2 separate regions of the Mus musculus genome follow, and region 2 is linked to region 1. The links are chromatin contacts, called in public Hi-C maps. All regions are on one chromosome and are shown on one strand. The core of a region is the stretch at or near the end of the contact, and the rest is flanking DNA. Distances in the headings are between cores, read along the strand shown. Region 1 overlaps Lrrc8a (leucine rich repeat containing 8A VRAC subunit A). Region 2 holds the start of Fam78a (family with sequence similarity 78, member A).

What was found. A called contact is a pair of places that touch in the nucleus more often than the background predicts.
Region 2: a contact with region 1 is called in a Hi-C map of CD8 T cells, with 3 times the contacts expected there. The contact joins the promoter of Fam78a here to the enhancer-like site in region 1. A contact is called at or near these places in 1 of 484 Hi-C or Micro-C datasets (CD8 T cells) and 1 of 115 datasets of contacts at active chromatin or transcription factors (embryonic stem cells).

The regions. Positions count from the first base shown.
Region 1 is chr2:30,249,669-30,254,808 of GRCm38.p6, forward strand. The region is part of intron 2 of Lrrc8a (leucine rich repeat containing 8A VRAC subunit A); the gene reads left to right. Among named protein-coding and RNA genes, the nearest start is that of Lrrc8a, 14 kb to the left of the region's middle. Within about 2 kb of position 2,208, at least 219 of the 459 cell types and tissues checked have an H3K27ac peak or open chromatin away from gene starts, as enhancers often do. A contact at or near this core is called in CD8 T cells and embryonic stem cells, where this site is marked.
Region 2 is chr2:32,081,026-32,086,165 of GRCm38.p6, forward strand. It overlaps Fam78a (family with sequence similarity 78, member A), which reads right to left and starts at 2,680. Exons shown (of 2, transcript NM_175511.4): 1 at 1,559-2,680. The coding sequence starts at 1,881. It overlaps Gm33126 (a long non-coding RNA gene), which reads left to right and starts at 4,244. Exons shown (of 3, transcript XR_374254.3): 1 at 4,244-5,140.

The sequences.
Region 1 (5,140 bases), core at 958-3,457:
CATCCTTGTTCTCCATTTAGGAGTGTCTCCAAGCTCTGCACCTCTTGGGGCAGAGACCCGACCTGACCTATTTCCCTGTTGCCTTCTGAACTCCGTCTCAGAGCTCTGTAGAACACCTGATCCTCACACCTGACTGCCAGCTGTTCCCTTTCCTTCTTTAAGGCTGTAATGTATTTTGGATCTTATGCTCTGAGGTTTTTGGTGCTCAGAATGGAACCCAGGGCTTGGCCAAATACTTGCCCTTTGAGCCATGACCATGGGCTCCATAAAAAATTTTGTTTGTTTTTAAGATTTATTTATTTTTATTATATGTGCACTGGTGTTTTGACTACATGTATGTCTGTATGAGGTTGTCAGATCCCCTGAAACTGGAGTTACAGTCATCTGTGAGCTGCCCTGTGGGTGCTGGGAATTGAACCCAGGTCCTCTCAAAGAGTAGCCAGTTCTCTTAACTGCTGAGCCATCTTTCCAGGCCCTCCATATAGTTTTCTAACCAAGAAGAAAGTGTATATTGATTAGAAACCTAAGCTTCCATTTTAGTTCTCTGCCTCCTCTTTTCCATGGAGAGCCTCGCTGCGGTTGGTACAGAGGAGCACACTTTCATATCCTTCCGTGCTCTGGGCCAGCTTTTCCTTGACAGTGCCCATTCCTTCCCATTCCACTGGCCACTTGCCCATCTCCTATGTGCTGGACCCTGTCTCTCTCTCACCCTAGTCTCTTACTCTGTTCATCTCCTCTGTGACTGCGCCCACAGACTTTTCTTTTCAGTAGCAAGTGCTGGAGAGCTTACTACACTGGGTGGGGTGTCTATTCGTTCCCCTTCCCCTCACCCCCAGCCCCAGGCTCTGGCCTAAAACGTGGCACTATGTCAGGAAGGAGTCAGGGCTCAGAAAGGGAAAGCCATCTGCCTAGCTCACTCTCCTAGAGAGCAGCAGAGCCAGCCTGGCCCCAGTCTATTGCTCCTCTGCAGAGCTCAGGGCCTTAGTCCCACCATATTTTCATGGTAGCCTGACTGTGTTAGGAAACTGAGGTAGTATTTTTCCCACTGCAGTCTTGTTGAATGGTCTGGGGAGGGGCAGAAGACTGGGTTCTGTCACTTGCCTTTCAGATCCTTTACCCATATTTTACACTCCCTGGCACATTCCCTGGAGTCTGTACTCCTTCCAGACAGAGAAGCTAGACAGCCTGCAGAGAAAGGTCCTCCTCTCATGCACCTCTCTCATCCTTCCACTGCTCTCCCTTCTCACTCAGGCACGTCCAGGACAGCTGCCAGGTAGGTCTCCTCATTGGAATGGCCCGGGTGTGGATTGGCTGGGCTGCACTGTGCCTGGGTGTGTAGTCTGTCTTGAGCATGTATGCCCGTGTGTAAAATGGGCATGGCGGGTAATATTGAACCTTAGGGAAGAAGCAGAGTGTGTGCTGCATACCTACAGTCCCAGCATTTAGGAAACTGAAGCAGGAGGATTGCTGAGTTAAGGTCAATCTGAACTATATAGTGAAACCATGTCTCAAAAAGAAAAGAAAGGCCCGGCGGTGGTGGCACACACCTTTAATCCCAGCACTTGTGAGGCAGAAGCAGGTGGGTTTCTGAGTTCCAGGCCAGCCTGGTCTACAGAGTGAGTTCCAGGACACCCAGGGCTATACAGAGAAACCCTGTCTTGAAAAACCGAAAAGAAAGAAAAAGAAAAAAGGAAAAAAAAAGAAAAGAAAGATGGAAATGGCCTAGTGGCTAAGGCTCTTGCGCCTTCATTTGGTTCCCATATGAAGTGACTTACAACCGCCTGTTACTCCAGTGTCCTCTTAAGCAGGGCAGTGCTGTATGATCCCAGAGAGACTTAGAACCATGGGGTCCATGGAGATGGGCAGGCACTTAATGACAAAGTTTCTGTTGTGTAAGACAAAAAGGCTGTGCAGTAGCTAGTGGGGACATCTGAGCCACAGCTCTACCTCACAGCACTGGCCAGACACAGGAGTTACACAATGGTTACATTTATGGTAGTTATCTCATCATATCTCAAAGCTAGCCGAGAACGCCATGGGCAGCACAGTGGAGTCTGGACTGGGCCGGTTCCCAGCCTCTGCATGGAGAGCTGCTCCCAGTGTGGGTGCTTACTTCTCTTGCCCCCTGGGCTGCTGGAGGGTACAGCACCTCACCACTCCCTGTAGCTCCAGTCCCTCCCTGAGGCAGGAAGTGGGAGGGGCCACCCTGCTGGCTCTACCCAAGCCACATCCACCTGAAACTGCTGGTTTACCACACCCAGATCCACACCCATCCCTGCCCACTCCCACCCTTCTCTTTGTGAGAGTGCCTCTGTTTCTTACTCACTGTGTGCTGTGGACTGTGTGCTAGAGAAGCATCTGGTCTGGCTCAGGAGGGGGAGGGGAGCAGACCATGCCAGTTCAAACTGCGCCTGTAATACCCCTGCTGTTAGGGTTGTCCTCTACACAAGCCACTCTCAGGCCCAGGCCTCCTCTGGGATCAGCCCACACCTGGCCTGAGGTGGGGTACACTTTGGATGTTCATTACCCTCACAGAGCCCAGCTAAGGGCTACATAGCACCCAGAATGTGCTTTGAGATGGGATGGGAGCAGGTGGATACCGTGAATGGATAGGAGCGTCTCCTTTCCAAGGGAGCTACCAGGTCTTACTGCTCAGAGCCTGGGCTGCTTCCTCTGCGTCTTGGGCCCTGACCACTACTTTGCTGGGCAGCACAGCTGAGCTCGTCTTTCGATAGGAGGCTGGATATATTTCATGAACTGACAGGCTCAACTTTCCACCAGAAATCAAAGTTAAAAAGTACTGTGAAATGGAAGTCACAGCCAGAAACTGACTTGATCCTAGTTGTCTGTCTGTCTGTCACAACCAGTCACCTGTCTCACACCTCCCAGGAGTGAGACAGGGTATCTCATTCCCTTAGGTCCTAAATCTTTCCTGTCCCCTTCTCCAGTCTTTGGCTACCTTGGATGAGGCCTTGGAGCCAGGAAAAATAGTTCCCTGCTGAAAGTCAGCTGTGTGATTCAGCCAGCCCTCCCCACCGCACGCCTGTGCCCCTCTCTCCCAGGAGTGTGGGTGGTGTACAGAGCCAGCTGGTCATTAGGGGGCTGGGGCCTTCCTGTGAGGTAGGCACTCATCCTGGCCCAAGAATCCAGGCCTCACCAGGAGAGCTAGCTGGCTTGGTGGCTGCTGGCCTAGGGCAGGTGTTAGTGTCTGCTGGCCCTGAGGCGACCTAAACAATGGGAACCTAGGAGTGGGGACCCTGAATACTTGCAATAGTCTCTTAAACACCACAAGTATCCGGCACCTCCTGTGCATGGGACCTCAGGCAGGAGGAGGGCAAACTCAATAGAGCAGTGAAGCCTAAGCTTAGCTAGGAGTGGGCTGATGTCTTACTTGATAAAACGTGACATTGGGCAGGTGTTTGGCCTCCCAGAATCTCTGTTTTTCTGTCCACGAAATCGGTTAAAGAAGACAGCAGAGAGTGCACTAGAGCCGGTGTGGGAGGAGCCTGCCCTGTGCTGTGGCTATTGCCACTTGTACTAAATGCACAGGGCCTCCAACCTCACACAGGTGACCTCGAGAGACTGGTGGGGAGCCCTTGGCCTTTGCGGAGAGGATCACCACGGAGAACCTGTCCCTACTGCCATCATCAAGATCAGTGTGAAAACACAGGAGGTCCCTGGCAGGGTGCTCCACTCCTCTCTGAGAGAATGAGACCTATCTGACACGATACGTAACATTCGGTGTGAGAACTAGATTCTGATCATAAAAGCTCAATTTCACTTTTTAAAATGGGGTGGTGATGCAGCTCCTGTGCAGCATGCAGGAAGTCTGTGGCCTGGTCCTCAGCAGCACATAAACTGAGTGTGGTGGATTAGGGAGTAGACAGGACCAGAAGCTTAAGGTCACCGTTGGCACCGTATGTGCTGGATGAGTCTGAGGCCAGCCTGATGCTAGAGACCCTATCTCAGATGGCGAACCAGAAGTCGGTGAAAAAGCTGAGAGCAGCCGCGTTAGCAGGGCCATGGGTTTCCCTCCATCTCATGCATTTTATATTTTCCCAGATGCTCTCTAGTGAACTTCTGGGGATAGACACTTCCTATATCCCACTCACTACAGATTTGTAGAGCAGTGTAAGCTTAGGCTCCTTGGCAGAATGTCAAGGGGCTCCAGGGACTCCCCTTACATTCGTGTTTGTGGCACAGGCAAGCTCTTCCTAAAGCAGCCCCTGTTCCAGCGTTTCTCACACTAGGCAGAAGCCACTGTTAGACCAGGTTCCCAGGCTTCCAGTCCAGCCAGACAAGCTCTCTGGGGAGGCGGTCCTTGACTTGCTGTTTACCGCTCTCTTCCCCACACCACAGTTATCCACAGGAAGTTACCCATAACCTCCCTCGTGCACCCCTACCCCCAGGAGTCCCTAACTAGACCTGCTGTCTCTCCATAGCCCTGTCTACACCTAGTGTGTAGAAATATGGAGATGTGTTTTGGTCTCTTTTGTTTTTGAGATAGAGTCTATGTAGCCCTGGCCAGTCTAGAATTCTCTATGTAGACCAGGCTGGCCTCAAACACACAGAGATGTGCCAGCTTCTGCTGGTACTAAAGGTGTAGCCAGCCGGGCTGGTGGCCCACGCCTTTAATCCCAGCACTTGGGAGGCAGAGGCAGGCGGATTTCTGAGTTCAAGGCCAGCCTGATGGACAGAGTGAGTTCCAGGATAGCCAGGGCTACACAGAGAAACCCTGTCTTGACAAACAAACAAAAAAAACCTAAAGTTGTGTGCCGTCACACCTGACTACATTGTAGATGTTTTTTAGACTTCACAGTTTGTTTTATCAGAATGAGTTTCGGAGGGCTGGAGGATCAGCAGTTGAGAATGCTGGCTGCTCTTTCAGAGGACCTGGGTTCAATTTCTGGCACCGACATTGTCCTGCAACCTTCTGTAACTTCAGCTCCATGGGATTCAGACTCCCTATTTGTCCTCTGTGGGCACCAGACTTGTACTGGTGCACAGTCATACATGCATGCCAGACACCATATGTATAAAAAAGTAATTTAAAAGTTGTTTTGCCAAGCATGAGAGTGCATATCTCTAATCCCTGCACTTAGGAGCAGAGGGAGGCAGATCTTTGTAAATTCAAGGCCAG
Region 2 (5,140 bases), core at 1,430-3,929, 1.8 Mb after region 1:
GTAAGAGTGGAGTGAAGTCACTCCAGGCTCTTGATACCCTGGGAGCTGCTCAAAGCCATCAGGGAAGCCATCAGGTTCACCTAGTGTTTCTCAACCATCTGGATGCTTTGCAAATTTGGGAAGAGGTGTGAGGAGAATCTGGCTTGTGAAAGACCTCCCTGAATTCCTGAGTCTTGCCACCATCTCGGGACAGCTGCGTATCCAGGCTTAAAAAGAGGAAGAGCAGGGCTGGCGAGATGGCTCAGTGGTTAAGAGCACCGATTGCTCTTCCGAAGGTTCCGAGTTCAAATCCCAGCAACCACGTGGTGGCTCACAGCCTTCCGTAACGAAATCTGATGCCCTCTTCTGGAGTGTCTGAGGACAGCTACAGTGTACTTACATATAATAAATAAATCTTAAAAAAAAAAAGAGGAAGAGCTCAGAGGCAGGGGTGGGGCTGCAGGGAGCCCAATGACCCTGTGTGCCCCAGTGGTTTTAGGCCATTGGGGTGACAACCTAGTTTTAAGCCTTATCCCATCTTCCTGTTTCCTGCAGAGCTTAAGAGTCGCTAAACGGAGAAGGCACATTTGCTGACGTGACTAGCTACCCTTAGCCCTGTGGACTTCTCCAAACATAAGCGCCAACTCTCCAGAGACCTCTCTCTTAAAGCTGAGAAGCGAGGCCACGTAGAGTGGACACCAAAGACTTCGAGAGACAGTGTCGGTGAGCCACCACAGGGGTCAAGCCAGGGACTGTGTGTGTGTGTGTGGTGTCCCCACACCCCCACCAACCACTGGGTCTCAGCAGCTGCTTTCACCACAGTCCCCACGAGCTTGCCTTCCACAGGGAGGAATGGCCTTCTTTGGGGCCAGAGAGCATGCAGAACAAGACCCAAGGGCTCCAGGGTCCCATGTAGATCTATCTCATTCTAAGAGACCAAACCACAGAGATGAAACCAATGTGTCCCTCTAGCCGCTCCTAGTCAGGGCCCCACCGGAGGGACACTGGATGCTGACCCTTGACCTCCAGTGGGAGCAAAGCTGCACACTGCAGAGCAAACTGGGTTTCTGAAGTCCCTTTCAAACACACACTGCCACGGCCCACCACCACTGACAATGGTAAAGCTGGCCTCCGAAGCTCTTCTGTGCATCTGAGCCTCCACACACAACTCAGACAAGTTCAGACCCCACGGCAAAGTCCTGTGCAAAGAAGTCTGGAAGCTGTTTTGAGGCTTCCAACCACTCCCATCAGCTAATGGGTTCATGGAGGCCTGAGCCTGGGGGGCAGAGTGATGACTTCTCTGGTGACCCCAGATGGCCCTGACACTTGCTTTACCAAAGGGGCACAGGTTCTTGTTCTCTCAGCATCTTGCCAGGGAGGACAGAACAACCCTGGGCACCAGGGATAATGGCAGGGCAGGTCTAGCTGAGCTAGGACCCTAATCAACATAAAGGCTCCCCAGAGTTGCCTGACCCAAGAAGGCTTGGAGACAGTTCCACCCCTGCCTAAAGACCCCTGCAGCCCTGCTCCAGCCTCCCCGAGCCTTCAAGGCCCCCAGCCTGTCCCCAGGAGTACTCACATGCCCTGCTCCCCGTACTGGTTGTAAAACTCCATATGGCTGCACGCCTGAATCCAACCAACGATCCAGGTCTCCTTCTTGGGAATGGGCGGCATGACCACTTGGGCTGAGGCCCGGAAGTGGGGTGTCCGATAGCGCAATACCACGCTGGAGGACTCGTCGATGCTGGTGGGGATGGGGTCGATGGAGGCTTTCACATCAATCACGGTAATCCCTTCCCGGAAGACTCTGGCTTTGCCTCCGATGCTCTGAATACAGCCCATGGCACACAGGACCGCTCTAATCTCCAGGGAAGGCCAGCAGTCCCAAAAATAACAGGGCATTGAAAGGATGGAGGTTGCAGGACCCAGTGCAGAGCGCTCAATCTAATCTCAAAACTCAAAATCGAGATCCATAGGCTAGAGAACTTAAGGAGTAGAGGAGGTTTGCATAGCACTGCCGGGTCCTGTTATAAATATGGGTTCTGTTGCATCTCAAGAGCCCTGGGCTCCCTCTTCTAGCAGTGGGCAAAAGCCACCGATATTCTTTGGGTTTAAAAAAAGAAAAGTTTGGAGTTTAATGGAGAAGCATGTTTTTCTGACATCCAGCGCTGCGTCCTCACACTTGGGGATGGCAGCTCGGACACTCTCCCTGAAGTCTTCGCAGGAAGCAGACGGGCTCTGCCAGGCACATAAATAAGGAAGGCTCGGTCCCCGCGCGGTCGCGCCACCCTCGCTGCAGAACGCCGACTTCCTGCCCTTCTGCCTTCCGCACCGGCTCCCTGGAACACACGCGCCCGCCCGGCGGGGCCCAATCAATTGCAGCGTGAGCTCCGATTCAAGCGGCAGAGGTCCGACGTCCTGTGAGGCCCGTATCCACCCGCCCTTCCGAGAGGTGCGCTCCGGGTTAGGTGCTCGCCAGGTCCCCTCCGGCGCCCACTCGCGCGTTCCTCTGCCACTGTCGCTGTAGCCGCTGACTGCCGCGCAGGGCTCCGGGACTGCACTCGGATATCCGCCGCCGCCTGCTTCGCCTCGGCCGCCGAGGACCTGCAGAGAGGTGGAAGGCACAGGGCGGCAAAGTTGAGCCGAACTTTACTGCGGGGGACTCGAGGGCGCGGCGATGCCTGTGCGCCGGGCACGGGCTGTGGAGCTGACGGCGCAGCTCTGGGCGGTCTCCCCGGAGGTGGCGCCCCCCTCCGCCCGCCCCGTCAGTGGCGGCCGCACGACTGCGCGCACCAGCGAATAATCGCCTCCCGTGACATCTCCGCTGACACCGGTTTAGCTCGAGGGAGGGGTGAGGGGTCGTTCAGACTGCCACCGCAGTGGGTCACTAGGACCTCCCGGCTCGGGTACTGCGCATCAGTACCACGCCACCAGCGTGAAACGCCCCTTCTCGCTCCAGTGTCTCGATCCCCGGGGCCTCAGTGCCAAGCCCAGGCCGGTCTTTTAAGGCATTCTGCCCTTTGCCGGCAGAGGTGGCTGGACACCAAGAAGGCGTGTTGCCCCCCCCCCCCGCCCCACCGCGTGCCTCGGTTTCCCCTAACCAAGCTTGAGCCTTAGCTGAGCCCAGCGCGTCCCGAGCGCGCGCCTCCGCCGAGGAACTTTGGCAGTCAGGTTCCCACCCAGGGGGCGTCACGAACTCACCTGCCCCTAGGGCCGCTCCAGGTGCCTGGGTCACCGCCCTCCGGTCTTCCCTAACCTCTCTGCCCGCACGTTTTCGGGGCGCCCCCTCCCCTGGGCAGTGTCCCCTGGCTCTTATCTACTAGGGTCCGGGGATGGCGTGGGCGCCTCGGATCCCCAAGCCCCTCCTGGCTCCGGGCTGCTGTGGGGATGGCCGGGGGCGGAGGGCTGAGGCTCGGGGCTCTCTCGCCCCCACCCCGAGCGCCTCCTTATTTTATGATCATTATGAGCGTGCTGTCACCGCTCTGCCCCGCCGCCGCGCCGCAGCCGCCTGGCGCGCCCCGCGCCGCCTCGCTCTGCTGCAGCATCGGAAAGGCAACCAGGTCAAACTTTGCAGAAACTCGGTCCCTGCGCCTGTCTGGCCCCTGTGTTCGTCCGCAGCCGCGCGACAACGCGCACCGGCGCACGCAGGACCTGCGCTCGCCCGTGCGCCCCGTGGGATGCAGGTCCGCAGGCGGTAGCGTGCAGGCGGGTAGGCACCGCCTCCTCCTCCAGCCCGCCCGGCTCTCCTCCCTAGCTCTGGCACTCAGCACACTCTCCCCCCCCTCTCTCTCTCTCTCTCTCTCTCTCTCTCTTCTTTCCCACCTCTCTGCAGCTGCTGGGGGAGTTGAGCCTCTTCTTGCATAAACGACATTTCCTTTTTTTCTAACCCTAGGAATTCTGGGTAGTGTAGTTCTGTCTTTCTCGGGTCCTGGGGTTGGGGGTGTTCCTATTGCCCTTTGACTTCTGGATGCCAGCAGCTTTCCAGTTCAGGAGACTTGGGGCACTGCCCTGGGGATCCTAGCTGCCGGAGTTGGTGGTTGGGTGGAAAGCATGGAAGTTTTGGGAAGCTCCAAGACTTGGGAAGGTTTGGAGGGTGGGAAAAGTTGGTGTCTCCCAACCCCCAAACCCCAACCCTGTATTGATCATGTTTGTATCTTCAGCATGGTGAGAGGGTTGTCAGCTAGTTGGTCCCAAGTATGTAAGAAATTTACATTCATCAGACATTGAGTCAGAAAGTTCTTATGTATGTCTCACAGAGGAAAAAAATACCCAGAGAGGAAGACTGAAAAGGCCTGCCCACCACCCCAATCTAGCAGGTATCCCTGCTGAGACCATCTGGGGGTCAAAAGGAGTAGAGAGCCAGAATCTAAGTAGCCTCAGGCCCTTAGCTCCACCCCTACCAAGCCATTAGCTTCTAGATAAAGGATAGTTTGTGACATCAGAAAACCTGCCAGTCACACTAAGGGTGTGCCCCACCACGGCCCCTTAACTCTGACTTTCAGGGCTGTTTGCAGTAGGCACAGGTGGATACCTGCAGTTAGTCCCAAAGCTGGAGTCCACTGACCGCCTGGGAGGGCCAAAGATGGAGGGGGCATCTCTGAAACTTTGGGAGGGTCTGTGAGGAAGCCACACAGGAAATGGCCAGTCAAGGTGGCTGCTGTCTTTCCCAGCCACATTCTCAGCCTGACCATTGTTAATGTCCCATGGTCCTAGCTAGCTAGTGGGGCAATGTCCGTTTCCCATCCAACTTTCAAGTAACTAGTACACCCAGGCCTGCCTGGTGTGAGACTGCAGCAGCATATAGTCCCTAAGGGCCTCATGTACGGTCTGCAGTCTTTCCTGGCCTCCCCAGGTTCCACACTACATACTATTCTTCTGGGAACCCTTCCGACCTGCAACACCTCGTGCCATTAGCTAATCACTGCTACTCCGTGTATACAGAAGGAAGCCATTGCATCTAGGGATGACCATCTAATTTTCCATCACCCCAAATGCCTGGAACCTGTTAGAGCCCAGTGGCCACGGTACTTCTATGAAAACTCAGATGTTCTCTCAAAAACAAGACAAGATCCGGGCTGCTCCAGGTGCCTATGTGTAGTCCTGTATTTCTTAGGGAAAAGATGCCACAGGCAGGCTACACTTGCCCAGCTACACAGGGAAG